Linked DNA regions of Sus scrofa: region 1 is linked to region 2. The links are chromatin contacts, called in public promoter capture Hi-C maps. All regions are on one chromosome and are shown on one strand. The core of a region is the stretch at or near the end of the contact, and the rest is flanking DNA. Distances in the headings are between cores, read along the strand shown.

Region 1 (5,538 bases), core at 121-2,620, 260 kb after region 2:
TTTTTTTTAGGGTTGCACCGGGGGCATGTGGAGGTTCCCAGGCAAGGGGTCCAATCGGAGCTACTGCTGCTGGTCTACGCTACAGGTACAGCAACGTCAGATCTGAGCTGAGCCTGAGACCTACACCACAGCTCACAGCAACGCCAGATCCTTAACCCACTGAGCAAGGCCAGGGATCAAACCCACAACCTCATGGTTCCTAGTCGGATTTGTTTCTGGTGCACCACGATGGAACTCCCCGTCTCTATATTTCTAAGTAGTTGGTGTGGTTTCTGACGTATGGTATTGGGTAAGGAATAAATGAAAGTCCATAACTATCAGACCCACCCATGGAGTGCTGTAGTTTATGGTGCAGTTTTGGTGTCTTTGCTTAGCCAACTCCTAGTTTAAAACGTCCCTCTTGGAGTTCCCGTCGTGGCTCAGTGGTTAACGAATCCAACTAGGAACCATGAGGTTTCGGGTTCGATCCCTGGCCTTGCTCAGTGGGTTAAGGATCCGGTGTTTCCATGAGCTGTGGTGTAGGTCACAGATGCGGCTCGGATCCCGCGTTGCTGTGGCTGTGGCGTAGGCCGGCGGCTACAGCTCCGATTGGACCCCTAGCCTAGGAACCTCCATATGCCGCGGGTGCGGCCCTGGAAAAAGACAAAAAGAAAAAAAAAGTCCCTCCTCCCTGAGCCACCTGCTCTTTCCCCGTAGCAGCCCTGTTCTTCCTGGCTTGTAGGTATCATTTTCCGAGACTGTATAATCCACCACAACCTCCAAGAGGACAGGAGATGGTTTGTCATATTCACCATGAACTGCCCAGAACCCAGCCAGCAGGTGCTGAAAGTGGATGGAAGAATGGCTGGTCCCGAGCATGCGAGCATGCGCAGTTGTGTTACTACATGGTGGGGGAGGGGTGTGTGCACACCTGGAATTGGACAGGGAGGGTACTCGTACCTCTCGTACCTCTCTCCTGCCCTCCATAGCCTCCTTCCCTTCCATCCAGTTAGCCAGCCACCTCCGCGATGTTACCCTTCTGGGGCCTCAGGGCCCTGGCCATCTGTGCAGCTTGAACTTGCACAGACCCACTCCGCCAGCGGCCGGTGGGGTGATCCCCACCCAGGCCTTGACCCCTCCTGGCTCGGTTCCAACGTCACAAGGGCTCCTGGCCCGATCACTTGACGAGATTATGGTTTCCCTCCTGGGGCTTAGGGAAAAAATGAACACCAAAGAGACTCAGGTGGAGCCGCAGTGTTTCCGTGCGAAGGAGGTCTCAGGCACCATGGTAACGCGGCCTCCTCGGACTCACTTCCGGAGTGGAGTAGCGCATGCGCAAGGCTTCTGGGCGGCCAGGAAAAAGGCTTGTTTCTCCACCCCTTCCCAAGATGCCCCGCGGTCCTTAATTGGGACGTCACGAGCGGGGTGTTACTATACAGCGTGATTGAGTTATCCGCACTATATATTGCAGTCAGCTGGTGCAGGAGCAGTAGTAGGTGTTGCTTTTAAGTCAGATTCGGAGCCTGTGACGCGGCCCACGGGAGAGTTTCGCTTCCGGTTTAAGTGGCTGCGCAGGCGCAGACGTGGCACGAGAGGCCTCAGAGGCTGACCGCTGTTCCAGCGCCACCCCCGGATAGTTTTTCCTAGGATTGGCGGCTCGGGGTTCTCGATCAGGGACCAGAGAGCCGAAACCTCGAGGGCGGCTTCCGCGGGACCTAGAGACCCTCATCCCGGGGGAGTCGAAAAGGACGAGGATCCGACCAGATTTCTACCATTGCGCATCGCCCATGGCGGCCCTCGTAAGTGTAAGGCGAGGGGTTTCCGGGGTCCTGGCTGCAGCCTTTATACTCCCTCACTCACTGCACTGCTTTCTCTCCCCTCAGGGCCCCTGCAGCCAGAATGTCACTGAATATGTTGTCCGAGTTCCCAAGTAAGTCCCAGACCCCAGTTCCCCGTCTCCTCCCAAAAGGGACTAAGCCTTCAGGCACCTCCTGATTCTCCTTCCAGACCGGTAGCAATCTAAGGGCAGGGCTGAGGTTGAGCCGAGGTGTCTGGGGCATCACTGTTTTTTGAAGAGAGTGAATGAATGAACGAATGGGTGCATTATTAATACACAGTATGGGGAGTTCCGTGTGGCTTAGAGGTAAGAAACCCAGCTAATATCCATGAGGATGCGGGTTCAATCCCTGGCCTCACTCAGTGGTTTAAGGATCCAGTGTTGCTGTGGCTGTGGTGTAGGCTGGCAGCTGCAGCTCCGTTTAGACCCTAGGAACTTCTGTATGTGGCCGGTTTGGCCCTTTTAAAAAGCAAAAAACAAAACAAAAACAGTGCCGGTATGATGCAGCCCCCCTACCTAGCATTCCCTCTGCCACTGCCCACTGTGACTGCTGGGTGGATTCTTGTTGATCCTGGAAATCCTAGTTCCACTATATTCCCTATCTGCCACCTCACCCCCCTTGCCTAGGGCTGAGTTCCCAGTTAGCGCCAGATCTTGGGTTCCTAGAAATCTTTGTCCGTTTTTCTGAATGGAGTTGAGAATATGGATCCCACTTTGCCAACAGACTGGGAACCTCTGAGGTCTTTTATGGGTCCCCAGCATTGCCTGACACAAAGGGCTGAGCCAGGGAGGGTTTACTGAATGAATGACTGAGCACTGCCTCTTCATGTCCATTCCAGAAATACCACCAAAAAATATAATATCATGGCCTTCAATGCAGCTGATAAAGTCAATCTTGCTACTTGGAATCAGGTATGTTGAGGTTCGGAGGGGGTGAGAGAACCCAATCATGGACTTTGTGGTTGTTATAGTTGTTTAGTTGTGATAGTAACCAAGGCTTAGCTTCCTCAGCTCTTCACCATGGAGATAAGTGATGACTAAGGCCGAGGCCAAGTTGCTGAGCATGCCTGAGGGGTAAATGCAGGAGGTTTTCTCCTGAAAGGAGCTGTGCCTACCAGTGGGCATCTTGGGCCTGGATTTATCTGGGCAAGGGAGGGGGCTGCCTCCTACAGATGCTCTAAGAGCCCCCATTGTCAGAGGCTCTAGCAAGGGCTTTGGGAGCTGTCTTAGCTCATTCAGGAGGCTATAGCAGAATACCAGAGACTGTGGTTTCTCAACAGTAGAAATTTATTTCTCACAGTTCTGGAGGCTAGAAGTCTAAGATAAGGGACCAATAGGTTTGGTGTCTGGTGGGGCTCTGCTTCCTGGTTCACACCTGGCTCATTTCACTGTGTCCTTGCTTGGTAGAAGGGGGAAGGAGCTCTCTGGGATCCTTTTTTTTTTTTTTTTTTTTTCCGTGGCATGCAGAATTTGTCAGGCCAAAGATCAAACCCGAGCACCAGCAGTGACCTGTGCCACTGCAGTGACAACGCTAGATCCTTAACCTGCTGCACCACAAGGGAACTCCTCTGGGGTCCTTTTTTTTTTTTTTTTTTTTTTGGTCTTTTTAGGGCCGCAACCACGGCATATGGAGGTTCCCAGGCTAAGGGTCAAATCAGAACTGTAGCCACCAGCCTACACCAGAACCACAGCCACAGCAATGCCAGAACCGAGCCATGTCTGCAACCTACACCACAGCTCATGGCAACGCCGGATCCTTAACCCATTGAGTGAAGCCAGGGATCAAACCCGCAACATCATGGTTCCTAGTCAGATTTGTTTCCACTGCACCATGACAGGAACTCCTGGGATCCTTTTTAAGGGCGCTCATCCCATTCATAAGGCTCCAACCTCATAACCTAATCACTGGCAGGACCCGTCCTAAATATCATCACACTGGAAATTAGGTTTTAACATATGCATCTTGGGGGGACGCAGACATCCATCCATAACAGCAGCCATTAAAGGTTAAACAGAGAAATTGTAAAGTGAACTGGCCACTGAAGGGTCAAAGGCAGGTGAAAGGAGAACAGGGGAGAACAGGGGGAGGTGAGCCTTGATGGGGCTTGGAGCAAACAGCTTATGAGAAGTGGCTGGATTCTGACTTTTCTTTTTAAAAATTCTTTTTCTTACTTTCTTTTTTGCTGCCTCATGGCACATGGAGTTCCCTGGTCAGGGATCAAATCCCAGCCGCAGTGTGCAGCTGTGGCAACGCTGGATCCTTAACTCACTGTTCTGGTGAACCTGTGTACTGGTGCTGCAGAAACAGCATGGATCCCACAGCTCCATAGCAGAAACTCCTCTTTCCTTTTTTTTTTTTTTTTTTTTTTTTTAAACTTTACATTACGAAATGACTTCAAACTTTCAAAAAGCTGCAAAAAAGAGACATAGTACAGGGCTTAACCTAGATCCCTTTACCCACAGTCACTGAGCACCTTTTGGCCAAGCCAGAAATCAGCTCTGAATGGCCACTTCTCAACTTGGAAGGGAGGAAGGGGTGTCGTTGGCAGGGGCAGAGGGGGGCGAGGGCAGGCTCCCTCATGAGAGGTGTTGCTCCCTGATCCCTCAGGCCCGGCTGGAACGTGACCTGAGTAACAAGAAGATTTACCAAGAGGAGGAGATGCCAGAATCAGGCGCTGGCAGTGAGTTCAACCGCAAGCTCCGGGAGGAGGCCCGGAGGAAGAAGTACGGCATCGTCCTGAAGGAGTTCCGGCCGGAGGACCAGCCCTGGCTGCTCCGCATCAATGGCAAGGCAGGCCGGAAGTAAGTGCCTTTCCCGCCCTCACTCCTTGGGTACCCTGGCTGAACTTGCACGGGAACTTGCACGTCCGGCTGTACAGTGTGGGTGACACCTTATCCTTTATTTGGGAAGATGAGCCGAGTGGATGCCAGGGCAGGAGGTCGGAGGGGCAGGATGCAGGAGGGCGAGGCTCAGGTCCTGGTGCTCACACTGAGGGGCTGCTGGGGACCTGGGGGTTGGACGATTGGGAGCACTGGAGGTTAGGTGGCTGGAGGGCCCTTAGGCAGAACAGAGAGCATGGAGGCAAAGAACGCCCAGCCCTAGGGACTGTCACAGCATGATACTGACAGAGTGGGCAGATTGGGAGGGCTATGCGCGCCAGGTGGGTGGGAGGGACCCTCTAAGATTGCTAGGAAGAGGGCCAGGACTTGTGGGGCAGAAAAGGGTGAGGGTGGGAGTTCCTTGGTGGCTCCATGGGTTAAGTACCCAGCATTGTCACTGCTGTGGCTTGGGTACTGCTGTAGTGCAGGTTCCATCCCTGGCCCAGGAACCTCAGCATGCAGCATGTGTGGCCAAAAGAAAAAAGAGTCAGATTTCCCATTGCAGCGCAGGGGAAATGAATCTGACTAGTAGGATGCAGGTTCGATCCCTGGCCTCCCTCAGTAGGTCAAGGATCTGGTGTTGCTGTGAGCTATAGTGCGGGTTGCAGATGCGGCTTGGATCTGGTGTTGCTGTGGCTGTGGCTGGCACCTGCAGCTCCAGTTCATCCTGTAGCCTGGGAACTTCATATGCCGCACCTGCAGCCTTAGAGAAGAAAAAAAAAAAAAAAAAAAGTGAGAGTGAAGGCCAGGAAGATTCTGGAAGCAAATGCAGAGGGGTCTAACTGTAGAGTCCTTGCTCTTCACAGCTAATCTAACGCAGTCCTTCCAGAAGGGACCATGAA
Region 2 (5,559 bases), core at 3,043-5,542:
TGAGGAATCAAGGCTGGGAGAAGACAGAGCCTGGAATCAAAACCTCTGCAAATGGTATTCTTTCATTCTTTTTTATGGCTGAGTAATATTGCATCGCATATGTGTAAAAACATCTTTATCCATTCCTCTGTCAATGGACATTTAGCTTGCTTCCATGTTTTGGCTCTTCGGAAGATAGTGCTGCTTTGAACATTCAGATGCAAGTGTCTTTCAAATTAGGGTTTCTCCAGATATATGGCCAGGAAGTGGGAGTGCAGGATCATATGGTGATTCTATATTTTTTTAAGGAAACTCCATACAGTTATCACACTAAGTGAAGTAAGCCAGACTGAGAAAGACAAATATCATATGATATTGCTTATATGTAGAATCTAAAAAGAAAAAAAGGAACTATTTGTATTATGTAATACAAAACAGAAATAGACCCACAGACATAGAAAACAAACTTACGGTTGCCAAAGGGGAAAGGGGGGGAGGGATAAATTAGAAGTTTGGCATTGAGAGATACACACTATTTTACATAAAATATATAACCAACAAGGTCCTATTGTATAGCACAGGGAATTATGCTCAATATCTTGTAATAACCTATAATAGAAAAGAATCTGAAAAGGTATATATTTATATATATAGAGAGAAAGGGGAATAAGAAATATACACACATATACATGTTTCATATAAATATATATATATATACACACACACACATCACTTTGCTGCCCAGCTGGAACAAACACAATATTGTAAATCAACTATATTTCAATTTTAAAAATAAATACATAAAAAATAAAAAGTGAAAAAAATGGCTTTCTTCTTTCTTTCTTTCTTTCTTTTTTTTTTTTTTTTTTTTTTGGCTGCACCCTTGGCATACAGAAGTTTCTGGGCCAGGGATTGAATCCAGTAAAGTGGCATTGTTATAGAAAAAAACCTCTGGCCCTTGGTCCTCCAAGGCGGGGGTCCCTGGTGCCCAGGCCTCTGCTTACGTATATGCGAGGGTGAGGGGAAGGAGCCAGAGGGCAGATGGATTGGTTTGACCGGGTCAAGGTTACCTACAAGTTAATAAATAATGAGCTGGGAGAAGGGGGGGCAGGTGGTTGGGGGCCTGGATGTGGGTCGTGGAGGGAAATTCCCAGAAAGCATGTGGCAAGGACCCCATCCTGGAATGGCCATAGGCCGGGGAGGCTGGGGGGGGAGGGGTCCCTGCTGCTCCCAGGCTTGGCCACGCCCGTGTGAGGCAAGGGTGGGGTTGGGGTGCAGCCAGGAGATAACAAGACAGGCAGCCCTGGGCTCCCCTTGCCTAGAAATCATGCCCACTTCCCTTCCTTTCTTCTCTCCTGCACTCCAGCTAGTGTTCCCAGATAAAATGCAGAATGCCTGGCTAAACTTGAATTTCAGATAAACAACAGATTATTTCATTGATCTAAAAATGTCGCAGAGGAGTTCCCATTGTAATTCAGTGGGTTAAGAACCCGACTAGTATTCATGAAGATGCGGATTCAATCCCTGGCCTTGCTCATTGGGTCAAGGATCCAGCATTGCCACAAGCTGTAGTGGAGGAGGGAGATGTAGCTTGGATCCAGTGTGGCTGTGGCTGTGAGGTAGGCCAGCAGCTGCAGCTGTGATTCAACCCCTAGCCTGGGAATTTCCACATGCTGCAGGTGCAGGCCTAAAAAGACAAAAAAAAAAAAAAAAAAAAAAAAAGTCTCAGACATCCCACTTAGGACCAGCTCAGGCAGCCTCACACTCCCTCCATCCATACCATGAACGCCTCCTTCCTCCCTCCTCTGTCCACTTATTTTGCCCCCCCACCCCCCTTCCCCAAACTTCTGATCACAAATGTCCATTTCCCAGGAAAAAACCCTGGGGAATTCCTCCTCTCGCTCCTCCCCACCCCAGGAGACATTTCTCCACGTTCCCCTCCATTCCTCGGGTCACTCCCTCCAGATCAGGGCCAGGACTCTTCCCAGACTCCCACTGCCATGCAAATAAGCCTTCCCTGCAAGCCCAGGGCTCCGAGACATCTGGGTTCCCTGAATTGTCAAACAGCAGGAACTACCATCAGGCCCATTGCTCAGATGGACCCACTGAGGGGCTGAGGGAAAAGGAGTCAGCCTCTCAAGTCTAGCAGGAATTCCTTCTCCAGGCTCTCAAATCACAGAGCTCCAATGCTTAAGGCTATAATGAAACCAGGAAATGGGGTGGATATTTTGGCAGGAGGACAGAGGAGGAAGATAAGATATGGGGGGTTGGGGGGTCCTGGCAGGTGTGCCCCCATCCCAGTTTCAGAAGTTGAACCCTGATTCTGGAGAGTAATCAGGTATTTGCCTCACCCTCCTCCTTGTCTTCCAAAGAAAGGGTGTCGCAATCAGAGCAGACAGAGGCCAGGTTTGTTCTATTTCTCCACACCTCCCCCCACTCGGGGCGGGGGGCATCGCCAGGAACAAGCGTGGTTTACAGGAAATCAGAGCAAATTCCCCATTAACCCCTTCCAGGGAGCTTTGGAAACCAGCTCTCCAGGATCTGGATTCCCCCCTCCTACCCCTTCCATCACCGCCCCCCCCCCCATGCTCAACTGAAAGTCAAATCAAAATCCAATTAAAACGACACTGAGGCAAAAATCCAAACTTTTGCCCCCCCAAGGGGAAATTGGCAGTTTTGTGCAGGGCTGGCAAGTATGCAAATCAATATAATTATGGACAGGAACCGAATGATATCTAGCGAGATTACTGTTGATCCAGAGTTATCCCATTGCGGCAAGAACCCTTTGAAGTGGCTGCTGTTATAACCCCACTTTACATGAGGAAACCGAGGGGCAAGTGGTTATCAGTAACTTGCTCAAAGTTTACCACTGAACAATCTGGAGGGAGCATGCTCTGTAACAATAACCATCTGTCTGTCCATTAAGAAGTGGCTGCTTGCTTCCACAATGTAATGTGAGGCCATTGCCTGTGAGAACAAGGAAGCTCTCTGTGCACTGATATGAAATGATATCTGAGGTATATTGTTTATGAAAAAGCAGGTATAACCCAGGAAGAATAGTGTGTAGAGCTTGCTAATATGTGTTTTTAAAATGTGTGAACATTTGTAAACCTGAGATTTGGTTCCATGGTCCTGTCTGAGACCTGGATGGTTAGCAACAGGAGTGAGAAGAAGATTGTTTTTCCCTGTATGTGCACTTTTTTTTGTTTGTTTGTTTTGTTTTGCTTTTTAGGGCCACACCTGCAGCATATGGACATTCCCAGGCTAGGGGCTGAATCAGAGCTATGACTGCCAGCCTACGCCACAGTCACAACAATGCAGGATTTGAGCTACATCTGCGACCTACACCACAGCTCACAGCAACGCTGAATCCTTAACCCCCTGAGTGAGGCCAGGGGTCGAACCTGCAACCTCATGGCTCCTAGACGGATTCCACTGCACCACCATGGAAACACCTGTGGATGCACTTTTACCTTTTAGATGTTGAACCGTATGAATATAATACCTGTTCATATGCAAAAAATTACATACAATTTTTAATAATAATAATAATATCCTAAGAAGATGTTGATGCAACATAAAAGCTAGCAATAGGACCTCCCTTGATTATGACTTTTATAAAAAAAATCATAGCTACTCAGGCCTCCTGGCAAGAGTAGGTGAAGGGAGCTCCAGGCTCTCCATGCCCTAGAAAGCATTCTCATATGGATAGTGAACTCCTATATATTCGTCAAAGCCCAGCTGAAATGTCCCCTCCTCCAAGAAGATTTCCCTGACCCTCCAAGAAGCTGAGTTCTTCTCCACCAGGGAAGACACTCCATGGGGCTAGGAGTGTTGGTGCTGGACTCTGTCTCCCACCCCCACCCCAGCATGGAAGACTCTGGAAGTGGGACTCTTGCTGCCAGCATCGACTTGAATTCACAGGAAGGGTTTGGTTAATAAGTGCATGGCCAAAAGTGGACTGAGAGCCAGGTGCAGATATCGGGGAAGGGGGGCAGGCACTATCTGGGGAAGAGAGAATAATTTTCCTCCACTACAAAGTGGGTATAGCAGGGACAGGTCCCCATTCACCAGCCAGCCTTGACCATGAGAGAGGCCAGGGCAGGAGGCTGTTGTATTCTTGTTGCAGGAGGACGTGCCCTTAGGTTATTTTCCCCAGGACTGTGATGGCCACACAGATTGAAAAACTTTGGAAATGACATTGAGAAATCTGGGGCAGCCCCAGGGAGGGGGGAGGCCACAGGGAGTGGAGGGCTGGGCTGAAGAGGGGGAAAAGCAGCTGCCAGATAAAAGGCAGCCTCCAGCAGCCTCTGCTCACTTCCCCCCCACCCCCGTCCTTTCCCTCTGTCCCTTTGTCCCTCCACCGTCCCTCCATCATGGGGTCCACCTCGGGTCCCAGGCTGCTGCTGCTGCTCCTGACCAGCCTCCCCCTAGCCCTGGGGGATCCCATGTGAGTAATCACAACCCCAACCCCCAAACAAGGCTGCTTCTGCATTGGGAGTGGGCACTTGTGAGTATAGGTCTCTGCAGGTTTAGGGTGCATGTACGGTGCTGGTTGATTCTGTGGCTTGTGATGAGGTTGGGGTGAGTCTCAGAAGTTGGGGTTGGGTGAGTCTCAGAAGTTTGGACTCCATAGGATCTGGGAGTTTGTAGTTTTAGCATTTAGGAGTTTCAGAGATGCGGTTTGGATGTATGTGGCTGAGGGGATGGATTGGGTTGTATTTATAGGTCTGGGGTGCTAGAGGTTTAGGAGGCTGTTTAGGGTGTTCCAGGGTTTGGGTATTTAGAGACTTGAGGTATTTAAAGATTTAGGAGTTCTGACCTTGGAGCAGTGGGTTAAGAATTCGACTGCAGAGGCCAGGGTCGCTGATCCGGTGCGACCATAAAATGATAAAAAATAAATAAACGATTAAAAAAAAGATTGAAGGGTTGAGACTTCTGGAATTTGTGGGTTTGATTGTGGGCTTGGAAGTCCATCGTCTTGGAGGAATTGGTTCTGATTTTGAGGTTCAGGAATTGATGGGATCTGAAGCCCCCAAGCTGTCCTCCAGTCATCGGATCCCCCGCAGGGCTAGGGGCTGGGGCAGAGCGCTGACCCTGGGGGTGCCTAGCATCTCGTGCCCCTGGGATGACAGCTCTACGCCTCGTCCTCCCCTCCCGCAGTTACACCATAATCACCCCCAACGTCCTGCGTCTGGAGAGTGAGGAGATGGTGGTGTTGGAGGCCCACGAAGGGCAAGGGGATATTCGGGTTTCGGTCACCGTCCATGACTTCCCGGCCAAGAGACAGGTGCTGTCCAGCGAGACCACGACGCTGAACAACGCCAACAACTACCTGAGCACCGTCAACATCAAGGTGGGCGCGCTCAACAGCCGGACCGCTGAAGCCCCACCCCTTCTTTGAGTCCTCTTGGTAGCTGAGCCCCTCCTCCCTTTCTGAGCCCCACCCACCCTGCCTGAGCCCCGCCCCTTCTGTCTGAGTGTCTCCATTCTGAACCCCGCCCCTCTGAGTCTCCTCCCCTTCGGAGCCCTTCCCCTTTTGGAGTCCGGGTCACTTTTTGGAGCCCCCTCCCACTCTCT

Evidence for each region. Promoter capture Hi-C pulls out the DNA fragments that hold promoters and counts their contacts.
Region 1: a contact with region 2 is called in a promoter capture Hi-C map of liver, with 3 times the contacts expected there. The contact joins the promoter of GTF2F1 here to the promoter of C3 in region 2. A contact is called at or near these places in 1 of 5 promoter capture datasets (liver) and 3 of 47 Hi-C or Micro-C datasets (heart right ventricle and liver).

Annotation. Positions count from the first base shown.
Region 1 is chr2:72,686,242-72,691,779 of Sscrofa11.1, forward strand. GTF2F1 (general transcription factor IIF subunit 1) reads left to right here and starts at 1,371. Exons shown (of 12, transcript XR_301807.3): 1 at 1,371-1,778; 2 at 1,863-1,909; 3 at 2,656-2,728; 4 at 4,425-4,618.
Region 2 is chr2:72,427,201-72,432,759 of Sscrofa11.1, forward strand. It overlaps C3 (complement C3), which reads left to right and starts at 4,293. Exons shown (of 41, transcript NM_214009.1): 1 at 4,293-4,429; 2 at 5,143-5,335. The coding sequence starts at 4,356. It overlaps GPR108 (protein GPR108), which reads left to right. Exons shown (of 18, transcript XM_021083982.1): 18 at 1-424.